Regions from separate parts of the Mus musculus genome. Here region 1 is linked to region 2. A link is a contact called in public HiChIP or PLAC-seq data. All regions are on one chromosome and are shown on one strand. The core of a region is the stretch at or near the end of the contact, and the rest is flanking DNA. Distances in the headings are between cores, read along the strand shown.

Region 1 (2,700 bases), core at 67-2,566, 93 kb after region 2:
TAACCCTGAGTTCACCCAGGCGGGGGTGGGGTGGGGGTTGGGGGGAGCATTCTATGAAAACTTCCCAGCAGACCCTCCACCCCCATCCTTCCTCCCCCGGAGGGCAAATCAGACACCCAGATCCAGTTGGGTAAGCGGAGAAAGTGGGAACAAAGGGAAAGAAAGTCATTTCCTGTCAAGAGGAAGGAAGGAGGCTGAGAGCCGGCCAGCCAGCCAGCCAGGGCCGGCCTTAGGCTGCAGCCCCTGGGAGGGGATGTGCTGGCGGCCTCGATAACTCTTTGCCCGCACTCTAAAGCCACCTCCGAGTCATTTCTAAGCATTGCTCTTTCACACAGACCAATAAGCAATCTAAGTTGAGGACTAGAATTAAACTTTGCTGAAAGTGGAAGAGTGAATGTCCCCCCACTCACTCCCACAAGACACCTTGCGATCTCAGAAGGCTAAGGGCCTCTCTCATCCTCTTTCCTAGACCAGAGAAAGGAAGAGGCGCAGAAGTCAGATCTCCTCAGGCTACCGGTCTTTTGTACTGGGCGACCTTGACGCGGTCACTCAACCTCTCTGGGCTCGCTTTCTATTCATAAAGAGAATAGAAGTCTGCCCTGGAGGGTGGCTGGGGAGGCCAGCTGGTCGTTCAGCCCCAGGGGGGAAGAAGGAGCCCTGCGGCTGGAGGACAGTGATCTCCATTGTTAAAAGCTGGAATCTGGGCGCTGCCCAGCCTCTCCCCCTGGGACCTCAGGTCTGGCCTGGAGATGGGGGAGTAGTTGCACTCACTTTGGGGATCGCCCACTTCCACACCCCGCCAAGCCAGGCGAGGAGACCCCAGGACCCTCCTTTCCCTCTCCAGACTGGAGCTGGAAACAGGGTCCGGGAGGGGCAAAAGAACTCGGGAACTCTGCTCCCTGGCACAGCAGCAGAGCGGGACAGTTGGCCGGGTCACCGCAGTGACTATAATTCGATCCATATGCGGGACGCTATCCTCTTTGTGCGGGAGCCTCTGCCCTGCTCAACCCGTCCCAATCAAGAGCCAGGAGATGACCCCTGTGCCGTCCCCGCACAGCCTCCCAGAGTCCCCAATGGCTGAGATCCTGGGACACACAGGGACAAGACACAGTACCCGCCCCGAGCCCCCCAACCGCGCCGAGCTGGGTTCAGTACGGTGGCCGAGAGTTGCCCATGTGGCCACCTGAAGTTGACCCTGCCCGGGGAGCACAGCCAGGACCCCCACGCCGCACCCGCTTACCTGCCGCGCTCCCCACGCCCGGCCTCCGCCGGCGCTGCGCCTCCGCCCCTTGCTCCCGCCCCAGCCTCCCTCCGCCCGCCGCCCCGCGCGCGCCTTACCATAAAAGGTGACGCTCGGGGAGGGGGCGCTGGCTCGCCCTACCTGCCCCCCCACCTGTGGCCGCGCCCCCTCCCTTTGTTCCCACCACTCCTCCCCTTCCCTGTGGCTCCTCCTCCGCTGCCCACCCCCACGGTGCACCGGGGAGGGGCGGGGCGGGCTGGGGAGTGGGATCCTTAGCCAACCTCGCTCTAGGTCACCTGGATGAGAGGCTCCACCTGCCCCAATTGGTGGAGAGGGGTACTTGTAGCCAGACTGACTCTGAAATCCTTCAGGGTCATAAGTTAGGCTAGACGCATGACCTGGACTGTCAACCCCGTTTTCTTAAGCCTCAATCTTTAATTCCTAAAATGGGGTCCGCACAGCCCACCTCTGCAACGTGGCCTAGAGTTAAAGCGATAATGCTAACATATACTGGAGTTGCGGGGCTTATTCAAAGGATGCCTGGGGTAGGGTTTTCAGACACCCCAGCGAAGCAAGTCACCTGGATCTGCTGTCCTGGGCTGTCACTGCCTGTGTGAGCCTATGAATCCTTCTACAAGTGGGTCTCAGGTCCTGTAGTGGAAAGAGGCCCTTACAGGAGACAGGGGAAACAATCAGGTCACCTGTTTGCTTTCCGGCCCTGTTACTGGCCCCTGAAGAAGCAGAGCACAGGGCCCTGCGGCCTGGGTTGGGGCTGCTCTGGACAGCTCAGGTCCCTAGAGACCTGAAGACATTGCAGGGGAAAGGAATCTAGGTCTGATTCCCAGGCAAGCCGATTGTTCTTTCGATTAGAGGCACAATGGGGGACTGGGCAGGGGAGAGCTGGACCCAGAGTCATGGGGGGGGGGTAACTAGGAAGGATTAGGTCCCCTTCTGCAGCCCTCCTCGCCCCCCCCCCCCACATACAACAGCTCCTCGAGGTGGTCCTTGTATTGCTGCAGAAGAGAGGTGTCAGAGTGGGGTGTCTGGGTGCTCAGCTCCATCCTCCGCCTCCCCACTAAGCCCCACCCCCTTAATGGCCTCCCCAGTCTTTGCCATTAGATTTTTCCATTTGATTCTACCCGCCAGTGTGGAGTCACAACGACGACAGTAACTGCTGTTTCTAGAGACTTCCCTTGTGTCCCTTTCAAACCTTTCATCTAACCCTTCCAGACTCTACTCCAGGGCTGATAGGTCCCACCCCACAGACCAGACACTGAAGCCGGCGAGGACCGAGGCTTGTGCAATGGGCACTGGACAAGGCTAGATTCAAGCCAGACCGGAGAGTGCCCCTTAGGCACCCGGATCTGCTAGTCCCAGAGGCTGGATTGCTGCCACCATCCCCAGATGAGAGCCAAGGACAGAACCCAGTATTATGCTGAGGCTACCGGTGCCCAGGGGCC
Region 2 (2,700 bases), core at 60-2,559:
ATGGCTCAGTGGTTAGGAGCACTGACTGCTCTTCTGAAGGTCCTGAGTTCAAATCCCAGCAACCACATGGTGGCTTACAACCATCCGTAATGACATCTGATGCCCTCTTCTGGTGTGTCTGAAGACAGCTACAGTGTACTTACATAAAATAATAAATAAATATTTAAAAAAAAAAAAAAAGGAAAAATTGGGCTGGAGAGATGGCTCAGTGGTTAAGAACACTGACTGCTCTTCCAGAGGTCCTGAGTTCAAGTCCCAGCACCCACAACCATCTGTAATAGGATCTGATGCCCTCTTCTGGAGTGTCTGAAGGCAGATACAATATACTTGTATATATTAAATAAAAATAATATTTTAAAAAAGAGAGAGAGAAGTTAAAGCCAGTGAGAGGGCTCAGAGGTAAAGAGCCTAGACTGCTTTTCAATAGGACCCGGGTTCAAGACCCATCATGGCAGCTCTCAAGTGTAACTCCAAGATCTGACACCCTCACACACAGACATGCATGCAAGCAAAACACTAATTCACACAAAGTAAAAATAAATTATTTTTTAAAAGAGAGAAAAAATGGCAAGGAGTTACTAAATAAAAAGCCCAGAGCCAGGGCTCTCACTCCTATAGGCCGACGCTCAGGAGTGAGGATGCTGTCATAAGTCCTCAGAATTTCTAGAACCTCCAGAAAGTGGAAGCCAGCCCGGGCTACTTGAGAAACTTGTATAAAAACAGAACAAAGGAGACAGGGCAGCACCTTTAATCCCAGCACCTGGAGGGAGAGAAAGGTGCGCCTCTGAGTTCGAAGGTCAGCCTGGTCTACATAGTAAATTCCAAAGCAGCCAGGGCTACACAGTGAGACCCTGCTTCGAAAACAAACAAACATTTCATCAAAGTTAAAATCCACACTCCAGAGCCGGGCGTGGTGGCGCACGCCTTTAGTCCCAGCACTTGGGAGGCAGAGGCAGGCGGATTTCTGAGTTCGAGGCCAGCCTGGTCTACAGAGTGAGTTCCAGGACAGCCAGGGCTATACAGAGAAACCCTGTCTAGGAAAACCAAAAAAAAAAAAAAAAAAAAATCCACACTCCATCAAGCACAGATTTACCATAACCTGTTTCAATTACTTTCAACCTAACCAAAACCAACCCTGGCACAGTCCAAGGGAAAGAACAGAAAGCCTGGCAAGGCTAAAAGCAGCTCCAGGGAGCTCTGGTCACCTGCTCGATGGAAAAGGCAGAGACAGGAGGACGGTGGACTACAGCAGAGGCGGAGGACAAGAGGACTTATGACAGCAGCCGGCCAGCGGCCCCGCCTCTGGGCTTGGTGGACACCGCCCCCAAGAGCACACCCATGCTACCAGGCTGGACAGTCCCAGCAGCAGTTTCTGCCCACTGCACCCAGCAACGCCACAAACAAGGCAAAGGCTGGCAAAACAAGGAAGCTTTCAGGAGGTGGCAAACAGCCAACTCAAACCGGATAATTCCAGTTCAGGCTGGTTCAAGATACAAACACAGTTCCTAGCTTCTCAAACAAAACTCAGCCACGGGCTCCAGGTTCTTTTCTCCAGGGGCAGAGCAAACCCCAGTAAGCTCAGCATCTAAGCCCCAAACTGAAGACCTATTCTTCTGGCCAGAAAACCACCAAAAGACAGACAGACAGACAGACAGACAGACAGACAGTCAGACAGATGCACACACACATACACAAACACTTCTTTTAAGCGTTACTAAAATTCTAGATTTGACATCGTTTCTGGGAAACCAGCTAGGAATGCACCTGCCCCTGGCTCATCGAAGTTGGAACTGGGCTCCCATCTTTCCTGCCTTAACTCACACCACTCCCAGCCCAGCCATGCCCCACAGCCTTAAGACACAAGGTTGTGTGGCAAGCAAGGCCTGCAGTGGCCAAAACAGAACATCTGCTAAAGAAGGCCACACAGTGACCCCTGCAGGTTGCCATGGATGGGAAGGGAAAACCTGCAGTCCGTCCGTCCATCCTCACCAGAATACTCTACTAAACACACTCCACCTTTCAACAGCCCTACACTGCATGAAGCGGAGCATGCACGAACACTCTGGGCGTGGGGGCGGGAGGTGAGGAGTTGCTGTCCCTCGGGTCTGGCCACTGACTACCAGTTCTGAAGATAACTTCCAGGAAAATCTGGATACCATACTTCAAGGAAGCAGAAACCCTAGTGGATAATACCATTATCTGACTTCTACTGGATTCCACCATGAACAGTAGGGAATTACAAACTAGAAACATCACCTAATGGCTAGAAAGGCCCACAGTCATGATTATAGTTTTTGCTCAGCACATTTTCTTTGATGCTGTTTTCTGAACCCTGGAGAGGCTCAAGTAATTCATGTAAGGCAACGCAGCCCCTCACCTGGGCTTACATAAGAGGCATCCCTCTTAAGAGTACATACAGCTAGAGGGTGGAGCTTAGTGGAGAGCAGGACAAAGGGCCTAGATCCCATACCCAATAGCCCCTCCTCAAAACAAAACAACCCTCTATCTTTAATTTTTGACATTGGCTGCTTTAAGTAAAAAAGAAATTCTCTAAACCTTTACTTGAAATCTTCCTAAGGGCCCCAAAATATATATATATTTCATTTGTTAGTCCAAAAAAAGCAATATAAACCTAATTGCTGACTATCACAAATTCTCATGTGTGTACTTCTTTTTTTCTCCATAACACTCAAATGGAAA

What was found. HiChIP or PLAC-seq counts read pairs in DNA pulled down with a chosen protein or histone mark.
Region 1: an H3K27ac HiChIP or PLAC-seq map of embryonic stem cells shows a contact between it and region 2, with 9 read pairs. The contact joins the promoter of Fblim1 here to the enhancer-like site in region 2. A contact is called at or near these places in 4 of 115 datasets of contacts at active chromatin or transcription factors (embryonic stem cells and pancreatic cancer cells) and 4 of 9 other capture datasets (adipose tissue, embryonic stem cells, liver and 1 more).

The regions. Positions count from the first base shown.
Region 1 is chr4:141,598,608-141,601,307 of GRCm38.p6, forward strand. Fblim1 (filamin binding LIM protein 1) reads right to left here and starts at 1,317. Exons shown (of 9, transcript NM_001163256.1): 1 at 1,241-1,317.
Region 2 is chr4:141,505,187-141,507,886 of GRCm38.p6, forward strand. The region is part of intron 3 of Spen (spen family transcription repressor); the gene reads right to left. Among named protein-coding and RNA genes, the nearest start is that of Gm4123, 29 kb to the right of the region's middle. Within about 2 kb of position 1,310, at least 159 of the 459 cell types and tissues checked have an H3K27ac peak or open chromatin away from gene starts, as enhancers often do. A contact at or near this core is called in adipose tissue, embryonic stem cells, liver and 2 more, where this site is marked.